3 separate regions of the Mus musculus genome follow, and all the other regions are linked to region 3. A link is a contact called in public Hi-C and promoter capture Hi-C data. All regions are on one chromosome and are shown on one strand. Each heading gives the region's core, a stretch centred on a gene start, on an enhancer-like site or on the middle of the called end of the contact. The rest is flanking DNA. Distances are from core to core; before and after follow the strand shown.

The links. Promoter capture Hi-C pulls out the DNA fragments that hold promoters and counts their contacts. Hi-C and Micro-C count contacts between places; a contact is called where the count stands out from the background.
Region 1: a contact with region 3 is called in a promoter capture Hi-C map of hippocampal neurons, with 3 times the contacts expected there. The contact joins the promoter of Mipepos here to the promoter of Fam124a in region 3. A contact is called at or near these places in 1 of 39 promoter capture datasets (hippocampal neurons) and 1 of 115 datasets of contacts at active chromatin or transcription factors (astrocytes).
Region 2: a Hi-C map of cortical neurons shows a contact between it and region 3, with 2.1 times the contacts expected there. The contact joins the enhancer-like site here to the promoter of Fam124a in region 3. A contact is called at or near these places in 3 of 39 promoter capture datasets (cranial neural crest, embryonic stem cells and hippocampal neurons), 1 of 484 Hi-C or Micro-C datasets (cortical neurons), 1 of 115 datasets of contacts at active chromatin or transcription factors (astrocytes) and 2 of 9 other capture datasets (adipose tissue and embryonic stem cells).

What each region holds. Positions count from the first base shown.
Region 1 is chr14:60,783,199-60,786,775 of GRCm38.p6, reverse strand. Mipepos (a long non-coding RNA gene) reads left to right here and starts at 2,227. Exons shown (of 3, transcript XR_001781278.2): 1 at 2,227-2,303; 2 at 2,415-2,762. Mipep (mitochondrial intermediate peptidase) reads right to left here and starts at 2,210. Exons shown (of 19, transcript NM_027436.3): 1 at 1,906-2,210. The coding sequence starts at 2,088.
Region 2 is chr14:61,345,841-61,349,625 of GRCm38.p6, reverse strand. It overlaps Ebpl (emopamil binding protein-like), which reads left to right. Exons shown (of 4, transcript NM_026598.3): 2 at 2,185-2,254. Among named protein-coding and RNA genes, the nearest start is that of Gm25716, 4.7 kb to the right of the region's middle. Within about 2 kb of position 2,130, at least 12 of the 459 cell types and tissues checked have an H3K27ac peak or open chromatin away from gene starts, as enhancers often do. A contact at or near this core is called in cortical neurons, where this site is marked.
Region 3 is chr14:62,554,305-62,557,992 of GRCm38.p6, reverse strand. Fam124a (family with sequence similarity 124, member A) reads right to left here and starts at 2,256. Exons shown (of 4, transcript NM_001243857.1): 1 at 2,079-2,256. The coding sequence starts at 2,140.

The DNA.
Region 1 (3,577 bases), core at 978-3,477, 1.8 Mb after region 3:
ATAATACCAACCCACAATACCAATAACCCACAAGGAGACGTAACATACCAAACCCAGTCACTGGCTGAAACTAAGGAACTCCAGTATTTTAATAAAGAAAAATAAAATCACTAATCTAATGCGAATGACCATCTTTGAACAGCAGCTGGAGCACCAATCCTGGCGCCCTGAGAAAGCTGATGCTTAATATAACGCAGGCCAAAGTGTGCCATGTACTTTACACAGATTCTCTCAGCTAAATCACACAGTTCTAGAACCGGGAGTACATTCCCCTTTTACGGATATGGAAATACGCTTTAAAATTCTTTTTGTTTCCTGTGACTGAGTCTGGAACTTCAGATCTTCTCATCTATGCATCCCAAGTCCTAAAAGCCAGGCATATGGACATACAGGCACCTATACACACAAACAAACAAAAACATAATTAAAAACAACTTGGGAAGAAGGGCTGGAGAGATGGCCCAGTGGTTACTGCTCTTGCAGAGGACCGGGGTTCTATTCCCAGCATCTTATATGGTAGTTTACCACCTGTTTACAACTTCAGTTGCAGGGGATAGAACACCCTCTTTTCGCCTGCACGGACACTGCGCATGTGGTGAATTTACATATATTTGGGCAAAACACATAAAATAAAAAAATAAAAAAAGCTTGAAAGTCAAATGTTTGTGGCATGCAACTATAATCCCAGCAGTCCTCCTACATCAAGATAGAAACAAGAAAACAGCCCAGAAGCTCAAGAACCAAATAGGAGCAGGAACGATAACCTGAGTATTCAGTCCAATAGCAAAACCAAGAGAGACTCCACCTCCAAAAGGTTGAAGGTTACAGATCCGGAAAGGCTGTCCTCTGGCCTGCGCCTTCCAGACCTGCATGCATTCACACACACACACACACACACACACACACACACTAAACAATGGTTTAAAATACAGGTGAAATCAGTTCTATTTCATCCACCCAAAACCAAGCTTATCTTTCTGCTAAAAGGCACTTCCAACACCAACTCCACTAATACCAGCATCATCGACCTTTATGGGTTTTGGAGGAAAATTTATATAATAAGAAAGAACTTTCAAATAGACAAAGTTAAACACAGAGATATGCCATGAAGTACAATGAAGCTATATCCCAGACTTGTCTTTAGAAAGCTGCCCAACAGTGAAAAGATAAAAAAATAAAAAAACACTTTTAGAACCCACCTGGGGGTTCATATATCAGATGTTTATAATTCATAACAGTAGCACAATTAGTTGTGAAATAGCAACAAAATAATCTTATGGTTTGAGGTCACCGCATCGGGAGGAACTGTATTAAAGAGTCACAGCATTAGAAGGGTTGAAAAATCATTGTTTTAGGACAAAAATCTTTCCTCAGTCTTCCTGCCTTTTCCTCATTCATTATCAAGTGTCCAACACCACCAAGGGCAGAGTAGAAATAGCCAAGCAATTCTGATGACTTCGTAGGCTATGCAATAAACTACAAAGCACGACAGGAAATCTGATTTTTCTCAGTAGGGTTCTGTAGGTGCTTTCTGTTTTACCGCCGGTTCTTAAGCAACTCAGGCTAGTCTCAAAGTCAGTTCGGAGCCCAAAGGACTGTCTTTTGTACCCTCTTGCCTCTACCTATCAAGACTGTCTTACAAGAGCCACTATGCCTAGTTTAACAGGTTGTTTCAGAGCAGCCTGAAGTGGACAATTAAGGTGTGATGGAGTTTTCAAAGCAAGAGTGTCGTTACAAAGCCAAGGGCAAATGTGAACTCTGAAGCCAGAAGGAAAAGAATGGAGCTTGAGTAGAGGAAAGGCTGAGTTGCCGCTGGGTCAGCCGCTCCGGGGTGCGCTTATCCCGGCACAGTCCCTTTTCAGCCAGACGCGGAGCCCGCGCTGCCCAGACCCACGGCACGCTCACCCGGCGCTCCCCCAACAGGTTCCATAGGTGGCTCTGGGGCTTGACGTTGAAGGCGGCGCCCACCGGGGACCAGCTAGTACTGACGTCCCGGGCGCAGCTCCGGCCTGTGCGTCCCTGCAGAGCCGCCGCGGCTCCCCGGCCGCACAGCCGGCGGGCGTACCGTGCCCCGGCCGCCAGCAGCATCCTCCGGACCCCGGCTCTGCCAGGCTCGGGAAGCGCGCGCCCCGCGTTTCCAAGGCAGCAGCCCACGCCGCGGAACTCGCAGGGCAGACCCGGACTTGAGCACGCTAACAATCGTTAGGAAGAGCGTCGCCCTCCACGCCTTCTGAGCAGCTCCAGTTTCGTAGCGCCCTCGTGTGTCTGGAGGAAGAAACGTCCTGGATTTGAGTTTGACAGTGGTACTAGGGCACAGGGAGAAGGAAGTCGGGTCAGGCATTGGAACTTTTTACAGGTGCCAGGAATGAATGTGAGAACTCAAGATGCTTTCTTGATGCTTTCTTGATTCTCAGAGGAGACTCAATGGCGGCGCGTGAAAGGATCCAGAAGAAACCACAAGCAGTCGAAATCCAAGGCACCTGTCTTCTCCAAAAGTTGTTGAAGTCACTTCCATGTCTGCATGCCCACCAGCTATGGTTGTGTATAGCCATGTGAATTAACTATTGGAGAATTATCATCTATTTTGACTTTGGAAACTATTGATACGGTCTAAGGGTTTTGGAATGATATAGTCTAGGAGTCTTGGTCAGGTTTGTTGTTTCTGCCAGCCGAAGAATTAAAAGGCAGGAAAAATCTGAAGACCAGCATGGAGCAGCAGAGAAATCTTAAGCATCGTGGACAGAATTAGGAGTAGAAGGAAGGTGAGTGAGGTGTGTGTTTCCTGCAACAGGCACACAGAAAAAGACTCTCTGCAAAGGGGACTCAGAAAGCTGGAGAGAGAGAAAAAGAGGGAGAGAGAGAGAGAGAGACTCCTCTCAGGGGCTGGGTTTATTATTATTATTATTATTATTATTATTATTATTATTATTTTAAGCCTCTGCAGAGCCTTCTGCTCCTAATTTAGGGCTGGAGAGTTTGAAGAAATCTAGGGTGGTTGGTTGGCCCAGAACTGTTGTGTGACATGTCCTGACCCAGTCTTGACTTCATTGAGCAGGTCCATCAGCAATGGGGTCTGGTGGTGGGAGAGGAAAACGGTAGGTTGAGGAAGAAGCTGGGCATCTTGGAGATTCACCACCATCATCACCTAGCCATGGTCCCCCCCCCCCTTTCTCTCTGCCTGCCCACCAGGGAGTCGATCTAACTCCCAGTGTCTCATCACGATAGTCTAAAATCTAAATCAGTACAGACAGGACTAATGTGAAATGTCCTACTGCGAAAATGAAAGGAAGGCAGAGGCTGGGAGGGAGGGCATTGGGAAATTGTGGTCGAGTGCCCGGGAAAGTAGAAATGACAGTGCAGACTTGGGAAAGCTTGGGGAAGTCTTTCTACACCCCTAGCCTTCTCCAGAGGAAGGACAGCCACACCACCGTGGTTCAGGGTGTAGGGTCCTGCCGGAAGCAGAGCTTTCTTTTGAAGGTGCAGTCATCTCTCCTGCAGAAGGTGACGTGAGGGGTGGCAGTCATATCTGCTTTATAGACCTTGGTAGGGGAGAAATGAACATTTTGAAGGTTTTGTG
Region 2 (3,785 bases), core at 881-3,380, 1.2 Mb after region 3:
AAGTAGAGCAGTCACCTCAGGTATTTCCCTTGGTCTTGGTGGCAACTTGGAGAGATGACAGTGTGTTATCACAACTTGGGTGTAGGTGTTGATGCAGTCTGCTAATCTTCAGTTATTCAAGATAAGATCGAAGGGTATCCCAGGATAGCCTAAAGGGTCATCTGACTTCCAAAGGAGTCATGCCCCACATGTCGAGAACCACTGCCCTTGTACATTCACTACCTCAATCAGCTAGCCCACTAATCATAGGATTCTCAGTTTTACCGTACGTGTGTGTGTGTGTGTGTGTGTGTGTGTGTGTGTGGTGTCTGGCCTTTAATTCACAGCATAGCCCACACTGGCATTGAACTTGTGTACAAGTATTTGTGGCTACCATGCCTGTTCTAAATCTCCTGTAAAGAAAATGCATTTTGGATTGACTTGAACAAAGCACACTTACTAATTACATGACCCAGGAAGAATGTTGAAAAAAAACAAAAAAGCATAAAGCTTCCTTCCAAGCCCATGTTAACAGACATGAGAGTAGAAAAAGAGCTGAATGACACCAAGAGATAAGCATGAAAGTCAGAGAAAGACAGTCCCTGTGGGATGAACAGAGACGCCTCTCACCGGCAAGGCCTGGCCCACATACAGAGCAAACTAATGCAGCCTGATAAGTAGGGAAGGACCTTCCACCTATAACTTGAGCACTCAGTGACACACAGCTGGATCAGCAAAGAAAAACCACCTGTCGTCCACCTCCGTGAACACTGCTGCTCCAAGCACAGTGGCAATGGCTTTTGAGTGGCCTTTCTGAGTTTAGAATCTGGATCCAGGATGAGAATGTAATCTGTGTGCATCGTCGTCTGTGTTAGCAAGCAAAATGGGCAGAAGTTGGCCGTGGGAAGCCTGGACGAGAGTATGGGAACATGGGGATTGAGGGGTTCTTGTGCTCTTAGAAGGGCCTACACTACACAGATGAATGGGTGGGCAGACGCTTCCAGTTTATTACTGAAGTCACACATTTGGTTAATTAATGAAAGAGTGCTATACCTATGTCTAATAAATGATTTTTTTCAACAACTGGCATTAGAAAATCAGAGATGTGTTCTTATATAGGAAAAAAAAAAGTGACGTTTCTGCACAAGAAGAGCTCCATTGTTGTATGAAATAGAGTAAGCCCAGCTGGGTGTGGTGGTGCACGCCTTTAATCCCAGCACTCGGGAGGCAGAGGCAGGTGGATTTCTGAGTTTGAGGCCAGCCTGGTCTACAAAGTGAGTTCCAGGACAGCCAGGGCTATACAGAGAAACCCTGTCTCGAAAAACCAAAAAAAAAAAAAAAAAAATATATATATATATATATATATGTATATATATATATAGAGAGAGAGAGAGAGAGAGAGAGAGTAAGCCCAGATTTACTGCTGGGAGAACTAAGATGGGGTATGCATGAGAAACGTTACCGTGTGAACAGGGTGAAGAAGTAGGTAGCTCCAGAAGTGATGAAACAGGGACCGAAAGAAGGTAGAGGGGATGCAGAGAGCTTAAATGTCTTATGAGGAAAAGCTATCAACCCGCAGTAAAAATTGTCAAGAGAACCAACATCCCATCAGATACACCAGTGCGTTCTAGCTGTTTGGTTTCTGGAAACTTGGGCAAAGAATCACTTCCATGATAAGGGAGTACTGAGATGCCTGCAGACATGTTGACCGCTAAATGTCAAAAGAAAGCCTGTACACGTTTTAAGGCCTCCCTAAATTTGCCCTTACGCAGCATAGGAAGGGCCTCAACTCTGCCAGAGACATTTGCTGGCCACATGTGTTTTATTTTTAAGGTTAAAAGAATAAACTGCTAGGAGATCCTTCTCCAAGATTTAAGATTTTTAGAATAACCTAGAACTGCTTTTTTTTTCTGTATAATAGTCAAGCACTCTCTGTGTAAAATTTTGACTTGTTTTTCCTACATAAGAACATAACTCTCATTTTATAATGCTAGTCATTATAAAGTACATTTATTATAAGGTATGGATATGTTCATTTCCCGATCTGGGTAGCCTCCAGAAATGATGTGGTCCTCCAGGATGCTGGCCAAACTGTGGACAGCTTACAGAGGGGAGGAGGGCCTACTGCCATGCTTTGCTGGGTCTGCTGTGCCACCCTGTGGTGGCGAGACTAAACAGAGCCTGTCTCCCTTTTCTTCTCTCTAGGAAGGCGCTTTTGTCTACTTGTCTATAGTAGGAAATGTTGCAGATTCCCAAGGCTTGATTGCATCTTTATGTAAGTAATTAAAAACATTTGCATTTGAAATGTCTGAGGAAATTAATGGCAAGAATGGCTGTCAATTAACCGAATGTCTGCATCACATATTGTGTGATTCCATTTACACGTCCTGTCCAGAAGAGGTGAATCTTTAGAGACGGATAACAAATTAGTGGTTGCTTGGGACTGGGGATGAGAGTAGGGATGAGGGGGACAGCGGATGACTGCTGGTGGGCGTGGCTTTCTCTTTGAAATGTTCTCCCTTAGATTGTGTCTATTCAAATCTGTGAATGTTCTAAAATTGGGATTGTATGCCTTGTGAATTACATCTCGGCAAAGCTATATATTAAGCAGTGTGTATACAGCTGGGTGTGGCTCAGTGGCAAAGTACTTGCCTGACATGTGTGGACCCCAGTGCAACACTGTAAAACAAAGAAGATCGAAAGGCCTGCAGTGTTTAAACTAGGTGCTTTCCCTATAGATTGTCTATATAAATTTACTTTTAAGAAAGTTGTTCTTGCCAGGCAGTGGTGGCTCATGCCTTTAATCCCAGCACTTGGGAAGCAAGAGGCGGGCGGATTTCTGAGTTCGAGGCCAGCCTGGTCTACAGAGTGAGTTCCAGGACAGCCAGGGCTATACAGAGAAACCCTGTTTTGAAAAACAAACAAAAAACAAACAACCCCCCCCCAAAAGAAGAAGAAGAAAGAAATCAATTCTTATTCGGTATCCTCAGAGGCCAGACGACGGCATCAGCTCTGCTGGAGTTGAATTACAGGTAGTGTGAGATGCCCGTGTGGAGCTGCCCGGTGTGGATGCTGGGAGCTGAACTCAGGTCTGAGAAAAGCACATACACTCTTAACTGCTGAGCCATTTCTCCGGCCCACAGTTTACTTTTGATTGTATGCTTATACCTGTCTTCTTCTAGATAATTCTCCAAAAGTCCTCCTGCCCTGTAGAGCTGTCAAGTAGTTTCCCCGTTTTCTTAACACTCAATGTAAATCAACCAACATTTACTCAACTAATACTGACTTCCCAGTGTGTTCTGTACCGATACGGTTAAGTCAGTGAGCCAGACACCAGCATCTCTGTTACTTGCCTTCAGGTTTGCCATCTGCAGTTCTGCACTGTGTGCTGTGTGTCTTTCTTTTTCCTTATTTTATTATTTTACTCTGCTTTTATTTTATCTTGATTTATTTATAGAGTGTCTAGGTGTGTGGTATATACAAGTATATGTGGGTGTGTGTTTTATGTTCTTATTTTATTTCTTTTGTGATTTTAATTTTTATTTATTTATTCTCTGTGTGTGTGCATGCATGCGTGTGCATGTGTGCGTGCCCATGAAGGACAGGGGACATGTTTTGTGAGTTGGTTCTCTCCTTCCAACACATGGTCCCCTGGAATCAGACTAAGGTTGCCTGCCAGACTTGGTGACAGGGGCCCTTAAAGGCTGAGCCATCTCACCAGTCCTAATTTATGATTTTATTTTATTATCTTATCTTTTAGTACTGAGGATGGAGCTTCCTGATCGATTGTGTTGTTAAGTGTGTTC
Region 3 (3,688 bases), core at 1,007-3,506:
AGGTCAGAGAGCAAAGAAACACCTGAGGAGAAGTGGCCAGCGGAGAGGAACTAACAACCCAAGGCTACATCCCATTCCTGCCATTGATAGACAAAAGAGCTGTAAACACTGGGAAGGGAGAGGGACATACTGAGGAAATCCTGGCATGGGCTGCATGCCTGTAAACCCAGTATTTGGGAAGGGAGGCAGGAAGATCAGGGCTTAAGGCTGTCATCAGCTACTTAGTGATTTCAAGTTCAACCTGGAATGCATGAGACCTGGTTTCCAACAACACAACAACAGCAACAACAACAACAACAACAACAACAACAACAACAAGTAGCAAACATTCAGTGAGTGAGCTTTATGTGCTCTATATTCAGCTTGGAGAAAAGAGAGAGGGAAAACAGCAGAAAGAAAGAACGAGCCAACTATTAACAGCACTCTTGATAGCGAAACCAAAATTCAAACTACACAGAGGTCAACAGCAAACACAAGGTTAATGGTCACAAGTTGAAACTTCTGTGTAAAATAATATCATCTTACATATTAATTTACGTTTTCTAGTGGCATAATAAGAGTTCTTTGAACAATGTCCTGTTACAGCAACACTCTTTAATGACAAGTAGGAACTAGAAGCACGGGTGTCCCCATATTAACTAGCTCATCCCAAGTGTCCTGGTAGTCATACTAGTCTGGCTTTTAGGGTGAAGACACCCCTCAAAGACAGCGCTACTTCCTCTTCTCCAAGGCAAGACCCTTGGGCAAACATCTGCTTTAGGTAAGCCCTTCAAGTTGAAAATTAGTGGGACAGTGACTGCTTCATGCCAACTATAACACAGCAGGCAATATTTGCTTTGTTTCTTCTATTCATGGTTCAACTAACCATGGGGGAGGGGAGAAGAGCCAAAGATGGTCAACTAAAGTTGATACATAATGGCAGTGTGAGTTAGTGAAAGAATCCTTGTCTATTGTACTTAGGTTGGAACTCCAGCACCAAAATATCAGGAAATAAACTAAGTTGACAACTGTACACCAACAGAATTGAAGCAAAAGCAATGGTGGGCAGGGGTGGGGACATCAAATCAAGTTACTCCTCTGTCACGGTTACCATGGTTGGGTAACAAGAGAAAGCCTGCTGTGTAGGGAAGAATGACAGTCCAGATTTAGGGTTGGGCTGGTGGAGAAGGCTGCAAGGAGGGGTGGGGTTGGGAGGCAGGACGAGCTTGAGGGACGCTTTCGTGGGTTAGGTCAGAACATAGGTCCATTCTGGAACTGGCCTCCCTCCCTGTTCTCAGTAGATTGCCAAATCCTAATATTAGTTTGAAACCTCTCCACCTTCCAGGAATTCCGAGGTCTTCTGTAGCCTGGGTAGCCCCTGACCTCTAGCAGGACTTCTCTAGATAGGAAAAGACACACGTTCCTACTGGGGTAGCACTTGTATCCTGGCTGTGGTGCTGACTGTGCACAGGAAAATCCTCTAGATATGGGCTGGGTGGAGACCATCACGGGACATTGGTTTCTGAAAATGCATTCCGTCTTTTGTCCTACTCAGGAAAACTGCTGTTGGGAGAGGACTAATTAGCCTCCAAAGGTTGGAGCTAATTACTGAGTCCATTGAAGCACACAAGACCCCATCACAGCATCCTGTGGGTACTCCAGGCTGGCGGGGTGGAGAGGCCGCTCAGCAGCACAGTATAAGTGAGATATGAAGTCCTCCTAGCCGGCTTCGGAGTCTTTTTCCTGTGCTGGTGTCCCACCCTCTCCACCTGCTTTCCTCCTCAGCAGCCTGGGGCTCCAAAGCTATCAGAGTTGCCTGGCTGGAACAAGTGCAGGCGCATCTCTAGGTGAAGGGGGATAGTGGCTGAACCTGGCACCGTGGGGCCACAGGGCTGCGAGGAACGACGCTGAACCTCGGGTCCCATCACCTAGCAGCCCGGGGTGGGGTTCTTCTCGCCCCTTCCCACCCTGACCCAGGCAACCACAGACCATGCCGCTGGCTCGCAGATACTGCACCCCAACCCCAGGACTGCCTCCCCAGCTCGGGCTCCCGAGCGCAAGTACTGAGCTCCCGCCCCGCCCGGCTGGGCTCAGCTCACCCTCCGGTCTCGGCGCCAGAGTCCACGCAGTCCTCTTCCTCACCGCCCGCCTTCGGGTTCATGGCGCGCGTGCCGTCCGCGCTCCCTCGGCCCCGGGGACCCTCCGAGAGCCTCGTCTCCGGCCTCCGCAACAACCCGGCCCCGCGAGGAAGCCGCTCGCCGCGCCCTCTCGCGGCCGCGCCCTCCCCGCCCTCCGCTCGGCGCTGCGCGGGCGCGCCGGGTGCCACCAGGCGAGGATCCGAGCGGGTGCACGGGATGCGCGCGTGTGCACGAGCGCGAGCGTGAGTGCGGGAGGTGCCGGGGGATGGACTCTCTCCATGAGCGAGGAGTGCAGTGGGCGTGGAGTGCAGTGGGCGTGCAGTATTTATCTTGCAACCCGCCTGGTGCATGCCAGCGCTGTGCGTTCTATAGTGACTGGTGCGGGCCCCATGTATGGAGTCTAGTAGCAAAGCTGCCCTCCCCTGGGTCCACAGTAAAGAGTCTGGAGTCCCCGGGCTTGCCCAGAGATTTTTTTCAGCCCCATTCTGCGAGCAGTACTGGGAAACACCCACCAGCGCAACCAGGGCAGAGTGTGATATCGCCATTTGAGGACCAGTTAAAACACGTGGGTGTTTCTCAGAACTGCAGACGTTGAATTCATTATCGCCTTGCTCACTGACCCAACTTGCTAGAGAATGTATTCTTTTGTTATCTATCTTAAAATAACACGAAGAGTCCTGGGTGTGCTTCCATTCAAAGGGGTCTGGCAGCAAGAGGGTGATGGACATTGACGTTGTTAAACCCAGCCATCCCTTAGGATGGGTTAATAATTGAAGTAGCAGGAAGTCATTTTTCCACTCTAGCCAGTGAGGCAACTTGGGAGCGGCGGCGGTGGTGGGGTAAGAACAACTTAGACTTAATTCTGGTGGTGTTGTCATTAGAAGCAGTGGAAGGCACTTAAGTGTATGTCGTATTCGCTTTTGTAGGGTAGTGCTGAAGACGCAACCTTGAGCATGTTCTGCCAACCAGCTATGACCCTGTCATCTTTTCTTTTCAGACAAGTTATTTAACCTCCTGGAGCCTTAATTTTTTCGCATATTGGGCTACTGCTATCTTCTCTGTCTGTTGTGAGTTACAAGAGATCACGTCTGTGATCGTCCCTGAACCTCCATTTTGAGTTACAAGAGATCATGTCTGTAAAACAGTTTGCGTGTGAGTTCTGCTACATGCCAAGTACTGGTTACGGGAGCTGTCAGTGTCCCAGGTGAAGGCTAGCTACCTGCATGCCCTCTCAACTGGCACAGCGGTGTCACTTCTGTGTGACAAGCTGTGAAGAACAATCCTCTTCCTTCCTTCCTTCCTTCCTTCCTTCCTTCCTTCCTTCCTTCCTTCCTTCCTTCCTTCCCTCCCTCCCTCCCTCCCTCCCTCCCTCCCTCCCTCTCTCTCTCTCTCTCCCTCTCTCTCTCCTGCTCTTCCCACTTTACATATTTGTCATTGCTTTCGGACTCTAATTTTAAACACATTACACAAAAGAGAAGGGCAGTAGACAAAAGCAGAGTAGAAATGCAGTATCGATCAGGAAAAAAAAATATCGGTAAGTGTGCCTATGCCAAATCTGAATAGCCTTCCCT